2 separate regions of the Drosophila melanogaster genome follow, and region 1 is linked to region 2. A link is a contact called in public Hi-C data. All regions are on one chromosome and are shown on one strand. Each heading gives the region's core, a stretch centred on a gene start, on an enhancer-like site or on the middle of the called end of the contact. The rest is flanking DNA. Distances are from core to core; before and after follow the strand shown. Region 1 holds the start of oaf (out at first). Region 2 holds the start of CG4259.

What was found. A called contact is a pair of places that touch in the nucleus more often than the background predicts.
Region 1: a Hi-C map of the Kc167 cell line shows a contact between it and region 2, with 1.9 times the contacts expected there. The contact joins the promoter of oaf here to the promoter of CG4259 in region 2. A contact is called at or near these places in 2 of 107 Hi-C or Micro-C datasets (the Kc167 cell line and the S2 cell line).

What each region holds. Positions count from the first base shown.
Region 1 is chr2L:2,488,622-2,494,729 of dm6, reverse strand. oaf (out at first) reads right to left here and starts at 1,775. Exons shown (of 4, transcript NM_175949.1): 1 at 1,434-1,775. The coding sequence starts at 1,700. Slh (SLY-1 homologous) reads left to right here and starts at 2,059. Exons shown (of 5, transcript NM_001144297.2): 1 at 2,059-2,237; 2 at 2,312-2,471; 3 at 2,529-3,217; 4 at 3,288-3,997; 5 at 4,052-6,108. The coding sequence starts at 2,210. The coding sequence ends at 4,384.
Region 2 is chr2L:2,126,563-2,133,037 of dm6, reverse strand. CG4259 reads left to right here and starts at 3,801. Exons shown (of 2, transcript NM_001272975.2): 1 at 3,801-3,905; 2 at 3,968-5,729. The coding sequence starts at 3,831. The coding sequence ends at 4,705. It overlaps Glyp (Glycogen phosphorylase), which reads right to left and starts at 2,225. Exons shown (of 4, transcript NM_164453.4): 1 at 1,784-2,225. The coding sequence starts at 2,026.

The DNA of each region.
Region 1 (6,108 bases), core at 526-3,025, 360 kb before region 2:
TTTCCGTGTGTTTGCACAAGGGCGCATGTAAACAAAGAATAGCCGAAAGAAGTGAGAAGAGAAGAGGAAGTATGGAGGAGCGAAGGAAGAGAGCCATCAGGACATTTTGGGGCCAGGGACAGAGCGCAGAGAACAATGAAGGATGTCACATGTAAACAAAGATGTACGAAAATACGCTGTGTGCAAGTGAAATAGGGAAAGAGAGAAAGAGAGAGGCTGCCTTCATTTCAAGCCCGGTGCTTTTTCGGCCAGCTAATCTAAAATTTATGGAAAAGCCGAAAGCAAAGTGTCAATATTGAGGCAGTCAAACAAACCCAACTAATATTAAAGTGGAAAAACGAAACGACAGGCAAGTGAAAGTTTCAATACTGGCATTGAACTGCACATATGTATATGTCGCATTACGGATGTATTCTGACCACTGTACGTGTCTGTCATATTATTACCATGGTTTGACCACTGTGCTTGCAAGACGCAGCTGCGCAATGAGTTCGGTATATTGAGAGGTCATTCTTAGAATTTGACTATCACGAAGAATATGACTGGCGTCAAAGTACCGTTACGAGTGAGGCGACGGCGTTGTCGCGCTGTCGCCTAGTTGGACTACACTAGCGTGTGTAAAGGATAGATCGATGCGTAGAAAATACGATCAGTTGCATACAGACGATCGCGCACGCCGGTTGGAATTCGCTTCACTCAACATGGGAGATCAGGCACAAGAAAATGTCAACGCTGCGACATATGCATGTACATACATATGTACATAATGGCGTTGCAAGCATATAGAATAGAGCTTTGTTTTATGGTCATCAGGCATCGATGGATTATCTGGCCTACTTAACGGTATACTAATTAGATATCGGCGAAGTACAAGCTCACAGAACATGTTTCCATTCGGAGAATCCTGTATTTTGCATAAATCAATAGGGGACATGATTTGTTGTGCACATGTGTGCTGCACGAATCAACGTGGGCTGTGTATGCGTGTGTGCAATCCTTTACATTTGCAACTTATTGGATGAACTGCGTGTTCTTAAGAACGAACTAAGCATTGTTTATGAAATACCGAATCCTTGCTAATTCTAAAAGCAATATATTGGCGTATTTTACAATATGACTAGGCAAATTTTAAATTTCAGATACATATACTTGTCATATTCTACTGTCATAGCTGTAATAACTGTCACTGAATTACTATCTTTTTAATATTTAATTTGTTGTTTTCGCAGATTTGTTTATTTGTCTTGAGCACCTCTCTTTCGCTCTCTCATTCTCCCGCGTTTTAAATTTGTTTTGTTTTGGCGCGCAAATTTTCGAAATGAGATGTTCGAAAATCAGATGGGCAGCGCTGCCAGCGTCGCTGTTTGTCGTTGTTGCGTTTTGCGTTGTTGGGATTTAAGTGTTTTAAACCATTTTTTTTTGCGATTTCGCACCTGATTTTGGACGTTAATGAGCAGCTGGGAGTGGGCGAATGCGTCCGCGTTCATCACTAAGTTGCACAGCAGGAACCACAGAAACGCGCGACTGTGCTTGAAAAAGTGATTTTTACTGACGACGCGACCGCAGCAATTGCCGTGCGCTGGTGTTCGAGTGCGGCTGAGTGCCTTAAGATGCGCCATTCGCCAGCGGACCTGCGCCTGCCTTGCCGCATTTGCGGCAGTTTCGATGCTCTGGTGTGGGTGCTCCTCCTTTAAGATCATTGCGATCCGACAACTTTTAAATAAAATCACAAGAAAGCACAACGAACCACTCGCGTCGACGAACGAAAAATAACTGGCAGAAAATGGTGAAACTGACTGAAACGTGACTTTTCGAAATCAGCTGACAGGTGTGACCGTGCGGTAATCCCAAAGGGTGCTGCCAACCTTCTCGAACAGGAGCCTACGAATTTCGATTGTAGAAAATATACCAACCCAATATAGCTGCATTACACTGGCACACATATCTATATCTATAGAATAAATAGACTACATTCATTTTCATTTAGTATTTAAATATTCATATTGGAATTTCCACTGCATACGTTCACACCAGCCGCACAGCTGATGCCTGTACTATGCACTAAAATTTCCCAAAACGCGTTGCCTCGCCGTCGCTTGTGACGTGTTGTTTTTTTGTAAAATATGTTTTTCAGCTGCTAAAACGGACATAGATTGTTGAAAATCCACTGAAACTAACTCAGAAGGACGGGCTAAAGACGGACTATATAATGCTGACCCTGCGGGAGCGCCAAATCAGTGAGAAACTATGAAAACAATGCCCCCATTGAAGGGAAAACCTAATTAATGGATTTTCATATTAATCATTGCAGATGCCATTAAGCAGATGCTTAATTTGAACTCGCAGCAGCCGAAAGCCCTAGCTGCCGAGCCCGTGTGGAAGATCCTTATCTACGATCGCGTTGGCCAGGACATCATATCGCCCATTATTTCCATCAAGGAGCTGCGCGAGTTGGGCGTGACGCTGCATGTGTAAGTTGTGCGAGATCCTCCAGGAATCCAGAAATTATAGCTTTGGTTAACCTCCAGGCAACTGCACTCGGATCGCGACTCCATTCCGGATGTGCCGGCTATATACTTCTGCCTGCCCACCGACGAGAATTTGGACAGGATTCAGCAGGACTTCTCGAGCGGACTGTACGACGTGTACCACCTGAACTTCCTAGCTCCCATAACGCGCAGCAAAATCGAGAATCTGGCCGCCGCAGCCCTGCATGCCGGCTGCGTGGCCAACATCCATCGCGTTTACGACCAGTATGTGAACTTCATCAGTCTGGAGGATGACTTCTTCATCCTAAAGCACCAGCAGAGCGATCAGCTTTCATACTACGCCATCAACCGGGCCAACACCCGCGATGAAGAGATGGAGGCCCTGATGGACTCCATTGTAGACTCGCTCTTCGCCCTGTTTGTGACCCTGGGCAATGTGCCCATCATCCGCTGTCCGCGGAACAGTGCCGCTGAAATGGTGGCACGCAAGCTGGAGAAGAAGCTGCGCGAGAACCTTTGGGATGCGCGTGCCAATTTGTTCCACATGGATGCCACGCAAGCCGGCGGCGGAGTGTTCAGCTTTCAGAGACCTGTGCTCCTGCTGCTGGACAGGAACATGGATTTAGCCACGCCGCTCCATCACACCTGGTCGTATCAGGCGCTTGTGCACGATGTACTGGACTTGGGACTGAATCTTGTCTACGTGGAGGACGAGACGGCTAGTGCGGGCAAGTAAAATTACTTTTATCAAGGCGCTGAATAACTGAGACTCACCAACTACGTTTTCCTATTCTTTAGGAGCCCGCAAAAAACCCAAGGCCTGTGACTTGGACCGCAACGACCGCTTCTGGATGACGCACAAGGGCAGTCCATTTCCCACGGTGGCCGAAGCCATCCAGGAGGAGCTGGAATCCTATCGGAACTCCGAGGAGGAGATCAAGCGCTTGAAGACATCGATGGGTATCGAGGGCGAGTCGGACATTGCATTCTCTTTGGTCAATGACACAACGGCCAGGCTCACCAATGCCGTCAATTCGCTGCCCCAACTGATGGAGAAGAAGCGACTGATCGACATGCACACCAAGATCGCCACTGCAATCCTGAACTTCATTAAGGCTCGACGACTGGATTCGTTTTTTGAGATCGAGGAGAAGGTCATGTCGAAGCAGACACTGGACAGACCGCTGCTGGACCTACTGCGAGATGGAGAGTTTGGTCAGGCGGAGGACAAGCTGCGCCTGTATATCATCTACTTTATCTGCGCCCAGCAGTTACCCGAATCGGAGCAGGAGCGGCTCAAGGAGGCGCTGCAGGCTGCCGGTTGTGACCTAACTGCCCTTGCGTACGTGCAACGATGGAAGGGAATCATGAACCGCTCGCCGAGCATTAGCCAAGCCACACAGTACGAGGGTGGCGGCACCAAGACTGTGTCCATGTTCACTAAACTCGTCTCACAGGGCAGCTCCTTCGTGATGGAGGGCGTCAAGAATCTGGTGGTCAAGCGACATGTGAGTTTCTCTTTCCAAATTCAAATTCAAGTTCTATATCAAAATTGTTTGCAGAATCTTCCGGTGACCAAGATCACCGAGCAGGTGATGGAGTGCCGCAGCAATGCGGAGACGGATGACTACCTTTATCTGGATCCAAAGCTGCTCAAAGGTGGCGAGGTCCTGCCCAAAAATCGTGCTCCATTCCAGGACGCCGTGGTGTTCATGGTCGGCGGAGGCAACTACATCGAGTACCAGAACCTGGTGGACTTCATCAAACAGAAGCAAACGTCCAATGTGCAACGGCGCATCATTTATGGCGCTTCCACGCTGACCAACGCGAGGCAGTTCCTCAAGGAGCTCTCCGCCCTGGGCGGCGAGATCCAGTCGCCGACGGCGACGAGTTAGGAGCGGCTGCTCCGATTCCATTGCTGCTGAGCGGAGTGGACCGGGTTTTGGTTGCATGTGCATGGGTGTCTGTGTGGCTTCTTTCGTTTACTTTAAGCATATCCAAAAATAAATTAAATGCCAGGCAAAAAAGAGAAGCAAGCGAACGCAACGGCAGAGCCAGAGCTCAGCACTCGGCAATTACTCCAACCTGACGCTTAATCCCCGAAGGACAACAAGCAAAAACATGCGTAGCCTCGTGTACAACAAGCCCAGGGAGCTGGTGCCAGAGCTGCTGGAATGGGAGCTTGGCGGCGGGCAGGGGTACTCGCATTCTAGGCACCCATTAACACCAACTTGGCAACGCTTTGATGGACAGCTGACAGACAACCAGTCAACGGCTGAGGCGATGATGGCCCAGCCATCCCGATGCCCGCTGCCTTCGGCGGCGGTGCCACAATTATGGGGCGACAACTATGCGCGGCACTTGGGGACAGGCGCAGAAGCTGGCAGGGACAGCACCCAGCAATTAGCACTATCCCTGGCCAACTATGAATGGATCGAGGCGAGGCAAGTCGCTGTCGATGGCATAGCCAGCGCACTGGAGCACTAGGCGCATTTTTTCGAAGCACTGCAGCTCTGATTGAATGTCGCTTCCTTGGGAGACGGGCAGGCAGCCTGGCAGCCAGGCAGGCCAAGTCCATCAAAGAAGAGCGTTAAATTATCCCTGAAAGCCCATCTTTGGTTTGAATTGGTGTTGCAAGAAAAGATGATGTAAATGAAAATTCTAACAAGTAGGAAAAAGAAGTGGCAGGAAAAGGAATGTTTTAAGAACCTTATTAACCGATACCAAATTATAGAAATCAATTGTAAAAACAACGATAGAGAATGTTTATAGAATTGATTCTACAGATTGGCCAATGTAGTAAAGTAATAAAATCTCTAAGATTTTCCTCAATTTAATGGCATTTGACCAGCGAAATGCTGAAATTTTCCCCATGAAATGAAAAAGCTCGAACTGAAAATATTTCCAATGACATTCAGGCCACTGTAGGAAGTTTCCCGAGATAAGCGGCAAACAAATACCACAAAAAATGAGTAAAATATGGTGGAGAAAAAAGCGATCCGTGGGCTAATTAACACTTTTGGTAAATCAGAATTGATGGCCCTGATGAAAGGCCGAAGAAGAGATGATGACGATGACGATGATTATTCATGGAGCGTTGAGTTTAAATATTGGTTTTGGTTGGGCAGCCGGGCAGGGGTTGGGTTACTATCCAGACTACCCGTGGCCACAATTTAAATGTTAACATAAACAAGAGCAATTTAACAAAAGCCCAAGACCCAAAAAAAAATCCAAGAGACTCGAAAAAAAAAATAAATAAATAAAAGTACAGGGGAAACGAAAAGTCGAACTCCCAGCCAGAAACTGGTAACCCAAAGTGATTTCACGGGTGGTCCGAAAAGATGCGGCTCAAACAAATCATAAGGAAAAAATGAGAGGGAAAAACGACTACAGAAACTAACAACGAGAACGCAACATGAAAGAAATTCTTAACTTGCCACATGCATGAATCGATTATGTGGTAAATGCAACTGTCGCTGTATGCGTGAGTATCTGTGTGGTGTGGATCTCGTAGCCAGCGCAGCTCCTCCGCCGTCGAGACCCAAAAATCGAGAAAAAAAATAAAATGGTCAGGCAGCCGTTTCCCACATTCCTGCTGTGAATCATAATGGCTGCCGCT
Region 2 (6,475 bases), core at 2,552-5,051:
CCTATATGCAATAAATAAATGACAGATGTGCATAGGAAGTTGGAAATGCAATAGGTAGTGGCGCCCTGGCATTGAATTTTTACATGATCGGTGATAGCTAAACGCTTTTAATTTGGTGATAAGTGGAACAGTATTTTCGAACTGCTTGTGGAAAACTACAGGGAAATAAACTCTTTTGTGTGACTATTCACCCCGCTGAACTTTCTTCAATTTGCATAAATTGGTTTAGAGACCGATGGACGCCAAGTTGTCTTCAATTAACTCTAAGTACCAATCCACGCACAACAACAGCTGTTTAAGTATCCATAAGATACAATCGTCGTCAGTTCATATATTTCTATTTAGATGGTTGCGTGAGCTAATTGCATGTGGGGGGACAACTAAACAAAATCGGGCCTATAAAAGTTCCACAACCTGAAAGAACTTATATATACATACGTACATATATATATATTTGAGAACGAACAAAAACCGAAATGGTAGCCAAAATAAAAATGAGAGAGGAAAAATGGGGGAAATTTTCCTTGATATTTTTGTCAGTTGGTTGTTGTTAATAACCTTTGATTGACCTTGAAAAAATGTGTGCCGACGCCGTGACGGTATCCACAATTTAGTTGAATTGAAAATATTTATCACCCAAAAGTGTATATAGCTCGAACTTCTAGTCGCCAAAATTGCTCGAGTCAATGGAAAATTAATAGATACATTTTGGTGGGCTTGAAATTGAAAGTGATTTAAGCTGACATTCAGCAAGGACAAAAATGTTTAGCAGCCGATGCTGACAAATTTGCAAATGGAAAGCTCACGCTTTGGGCACGTGTTTGGATACATGTACATATGTATGTATATACATATATTGTGTATCTGATGGATGTGGCTAAAAGGGGGCACTTATTATGCACCCTTGCCCTACTTAAACTGCATCGCCATGGCCCCAGGAAAACTTATTACTAAAAACTCATCAATATGTTTGGATAGAGCTACTTCTATAGTAGCTCGGCGACAGCTGCTAAATGCAGAGCTATTTTTAAGCTTTTGTTGCTTCGTCAGCTGGCGGGGAAAATTGTCAAGTGGGCGCGTAAAAAGGGGGTGGCTGATAAATTCGCCGGCTTTTTGCAGCACCTCTGCAATTTGTTGCAGTGAAAGTGTCACACCTTTTTTTGGCGCTACTTCTTTGGCATTGATCCCATTGCAGTCTTTGCTTTTTGGCAATTTCGCGAATAATTAAATGAAACGAAACAATTATGTAGTAGCAAAACAACGAAAGCGTGGGAAATGCAGTAAAAGCCGAAATTTCAAATAAACAGTGAGCATTCGGAAATTTTTAGAATTTTAGAAAATAAGGATTAAAATAGGATTATGAAATGTTGCATGGAATATTCATTTATAATAATAAAAGACATAGTGGAAATACTTGGGATAAAAGCAAAACTGCTTCAGTTATTTATGAATACGTTTATCGTTTCCCATTTAATTTTTAGTTTTTTTTTTGGCTGAGTGTTCACTGTAAATTCGTTGGCCAAAGCGCATCGGGGAATAAATCAGCAGCGAATAAAAGAGAATGGAGCAGGCCGAAAAAAATGTCGTAATAGCCAAAGAAATTTAGGAAAAAATATTTCAAAGGAAATTATTTCAAAAGTTTTGGTTGCCGCAGGAAGGGATAATCAGGCCTAAGAACTCCAGAGCCCGGATAAAGTTAGGTTAGGTGGTCCGACCACTTCTTTTTGGAAAATTCCACGGACTAAATCAATAAGTGGGTGGCCTGGATGGGCGCGGAACTCACCTTGGGATCCTTCTCGTAGTAGTGCTGCTGCGTGCGAATCCAGCGGCCCACCATGTTGTCCTTGACGGTGTTGGCCAGGGCGAAGTAGTAGTCCCTCAGGGTGGACACATTGCGATCCTTGACCAGGGTGTAGTGCAGGTGGCGATTGAAGTTCTTCTTCACTTCGGTGACATTGCCCACCTCGGCGATCCCGCGCACCGAGATCTGTTTGCGCCGATCGGCGTCGGATTGGGGCTTCGACATGGTGTCCTAGTTATGTATGTCCCTTCTCTGTGGCGGCTCTATATAGTTCTCTGATTCCGTTGCGTGGGTGCGCGTGTGTGTGTGGCGTAGACCCGTTTGCGTGTGCGACAGCGAAGAGGAGACGGAGACTATAGACACAACCCAGACCTGAACCTGAACAGACGACCGTTCGCAGCAAAATCCGGAGCGATTCTCACTTTATACTTTCGGCATACTTTCGGAGATAGCTTTTGCGCCAGAGCTTTTCTCTCAGCGTGCTGCTCCCCTTGTAAACAACTCCCAGCGCACAGTGGGTGCGCTGGGTATCAACTGCTACGAATTATCATCTAGGGGATATAATACAACAATATAGGTTGTTTTTTAACTATACAACTAAATATTAAATTTTCGATTTTTATATTAATCATTTAAGAATGAAAATTTTGTATATTTCAATAACAGATAATAACTTTTATCAGTATATTTTGACCATATCGCCCACTGTGCGTTGCTGATGCAGCGGTTCTTATCTCGCCGGTGCATTTTGCTGTCTCTCTCGCACTTTAGCTATGCTGTATTCCTGCACTGCTCCCTGTGCTCTCGCTCGCTCACTGCCTCTCTCTCACTGGCGCTCTCTTTTTGCCCCAGTCACCTTGTGCGAAGGTCATACATGCGTATTTGTTGTTTATTTTCTGTTTTTGTTTCATCTTGAGGCATTTGTATGCTTTGGAATAGAACGGGTGGCGCCCCCATGAATCGGGTTTGAGCTTTTTGAACCGACGGCTGTCAAATTGAAGCTTTTAACCATCTGTTGAGTGCGGAGAATCGTGGCGGGCTGGATATTGGAGATGCCAACTTGCTAGGAATTCAAACTTTACCAATCTTATGGATACTTTTGTATCTAAGAGATACTTTTAAAATCTGATGCTTTTGTATCTTACAGATATTTTGTGTTTTATATATCTCTTTGGGTACATTCGTATCTTGAGCTTTAAGATTTACGTACTGATATTCTAAAACAAGCGTTTTCAAAAATGTTGTCACAGAATTGATCTATTTAGAAAGCGCACTGAATATATGTGCTCTGCTGTGCCTCACTCGACTTGTGCAACAAATGCTAATCACAGGACAAAGGGCATCTGCAATTCTATCCGAACAATTCAGTTATTCCATTTCTTGTTTATTACTTCCCATAATGGCACTCCCATGTTCAACTACTTGGGAATGCATGCGGAAAAGTCCTTGAAAGGAGGGTAAAGGGGGGGGGTAACATTGCAAAGGACCAAGGCGCCGCTTGTTTCGTGAGCTCACCATTTGTTCGGCTATTTCGTAGCAAATGAAAATGATTAGCACATTTGGCAGGAGGAAAGTGAGAGCAAACCTTTTGGACATCTGCCAAGTGGGCTGCCATCGAAGTGAACGCCATCATTCATAAGCTTGTCTGCTAAAAATTTAAAACTTAATTGGAATCTGCTGCCTCATTCTGCCAACCGTGCGCTTGTTGACTCCTCGCACATATGTATGCGCTATTCAACTAGTTTTTGTTATGTTTTCTTTTCATTTTTTGTATTCAGCTGCGAGTATTATGAAAAAGTTACACTTAGGCGAAAGAAAAGTTCGCTGAGAGAAATTAGACTGCATTTGCTTGGATCGTTGTGAAATAATATAACGAATGCTGCGAATATTTTTTATAATACAAGTGATTTATCTCAAAATACTTTGTGGAATTCTTAAAACGACGCATTTTACTGATAAGCAGAGTGCTGAGTTCGCAGGGTAAGTTCTAAGTACTCGATTTCATTTTGATTCGAACACTCGTTGCGGAATGTCGCTATACTTTGCGTTTCTCACGACACTGATAATCAGCCTTGTGAATAGTCAATACTTTAACTACAATCAGGTTAGTTTATATAATACTTGTACATAGATATAAAAAATACTGAAATGGAAATACGCATGCAGATACGACGTGAAACATATGGCAGTAATCCCAGAGCGACATTTCCCTGGGTGGTTTCTGTGCTCGACCAGAGGGATTGGCTGTTTCGCTATATAGGAGTGGGATCTCTGATTAATCCAAATGTGGTCCTTACTGCCGCTCATATTCTGAATGGAACAACCAAGTATGATCTGGTGGTGCGAGCTGGCGAATGGGATACCTCGACTACGGCTGACCAGCAGCACGTGGATCTCGAGGTGCTGAATATAGTCTCCCATGAACAGTTCAACAGATTCAATGCCGAAAACAACATGGCGTTACTCATTCTGGTATCCGCATTTGAGATGACAGCCAACATTAATTTAATCCCATTGTACCTACAAGAAGCTGGTATTCAAAAAGGATCCTGCTTCTTCAACGGCTGGGGAAAAGTATATTTGAACTCGACGGACTACCCCACCGTTCTCAAGACGGTCCAGGTCGATCTTTTGAGCATGGGTATGTGTAGCTCTCGAAAGCTGCCCATCCAGCAAATCTGTGGGAAAGGTCTGGAAGGCATAGATTGCAGTGGAGACGGTGGGGCTCCTCTGGTTTGTCGGATACTTACATATCCATATAAGTACGCACAGGTGGGCATTGTGAACTGGTTAAGTCAAAAGCCTGTCGAAAATACATTCATCGTCTTTACGAATGTAGCTGGTCTGCTCCCTTGGATTGACTACCATTTAAGACTTGAAGCGAACTTTCGTCCCAGAAGTTGAAAACTAAAGCCTTAGGCAGTTAGCCAGTTATTTATTAAATCTTTATTCGGAGAATCAGAAAAGAGAGCAAATAGTTATCTGCAGTTATTTCCTAAATAAAATGTGGCCTGTGTCCAATCACAAACATTCTACCACGAAAATTTATATATACATTCTGAGTAAAAATACTATTTCATTATCAACTTAAGTCGCTCAATTCAACATAATCAGTTCAAGAAGTGCTGTGCAAGTATTATTTTATTACTTCGTACCATAAACTTTGTTGCTGCGCAACACGGCGGATGCGCGATGTTCATTGAAAATGCTTTTTATATTCCTAGAAAAATAACTTGTAAATATTGTATTGTGCCTCGTTTTTTCGCCAAGTGTACAACGCAAGCAGAAATAATCTCGGCTAAAAAATCGCATTTAAAAGATGGCAGGTAGCTGAAATCTGGAGAGGTGGCCAGGAGTTTTGTGGGTGAAACGGCGTTCAAAAGTTAAAGTGTTGCCATTTTTCATTTTTTGCACGCTACTTGTTTGTTGTTTTTGGCTTGTTTGTTTGTTTGTCGCTCCACAAAGGCGAGTGTGTGTGTGTGGGAGCAACCAACACAAGCACACGAAACATATGAGAGTTGCGTTTGCCCTGTGAAAAAAAGAGCGATTCGAGTGCTTGTTAGAAAGAGTGCGAGTGCGGTGGGAAAGGGACGCCAGATGGATGGGGCATACGAGTGTTTGCATGTGTGAGTGAGATCCTGAAACTCGTTTTGCCGCTAATTGGATGCTGAAGGTGTCCTCCGCGTGAGTGTGTGTGTGTTTGTATGTGTGTATGGCTGCGGTCATGTATCTGTGTGTGTGACGTCCGGAGTTGAAGTTGCCAAACATCATTAACAGCAGACCGACACGCCCAACGCCCACGAACTTTCACACTTAAACACACATGTATTTGCACCCTGTTTTTCCAAATTAATTCATTGCAAAAGGAAAGCCATATTTTAAATATCTGAATAAATGAATATATTTTAAAATGTGGTGAAAAAAGTGTTTTTTTAGTACATCTGTCTTGTGTTATGTGTATTAACTATTAATTTCTTTTTTGGAATGATAGATTATTTTCTGCAGTGCACCGGCTGTCTGAAGCCGAAAAAGGCGCTGCCTCAATAATTACAATTTTTTGCGCTGCTGCCGCCGTACTACTGCCTTTGCAGCCAGTTCTGCTGATGAGATTAAAGTTTTGGCATAATGATGTCTCATTAAATTAAATGGCAGCATTTGCAAACAAAACTGATGTAATTTGCCCGCCGTAGTTGTCTGATTAATGTGGCCTGGCACTCGACTGAAAGGCGGAAAAGCCGGGAAATGGATCTCCGCGCCGTAAACTCTTTGGCTTTTTTGACTCGGCCGTAATTCGCTTTTTTGGGCCAGTTCAAGTGTTTGCCATAAAATTGTGTATAAATATCAATATTGGAGGAGTGCCCAGTGAGCTCCAGGTGCCCTCGCATACACACAAATTGATATTGAATTACAATAAAATCTGCATTTATCAAAAGTTCTCACGCACACAAGCTCACCTGCGCACACGTACGGCACACACATGCAACAGTTGTAAGCCGGCATTTGTATGCGTGGCATTTGGTAAAGTTTAACCCTTCTTGTTGCCCGCGCCGTAAGAAAATCAATCAGCAGTGCCTTTAATACACTAATTTCCAATTTATGTTTAAGCTCCATTGCTTTATGAAAGGGAATGTACAACAGGAAGTAACCTAAGCAGCTGGTCGGAAAACATAAATT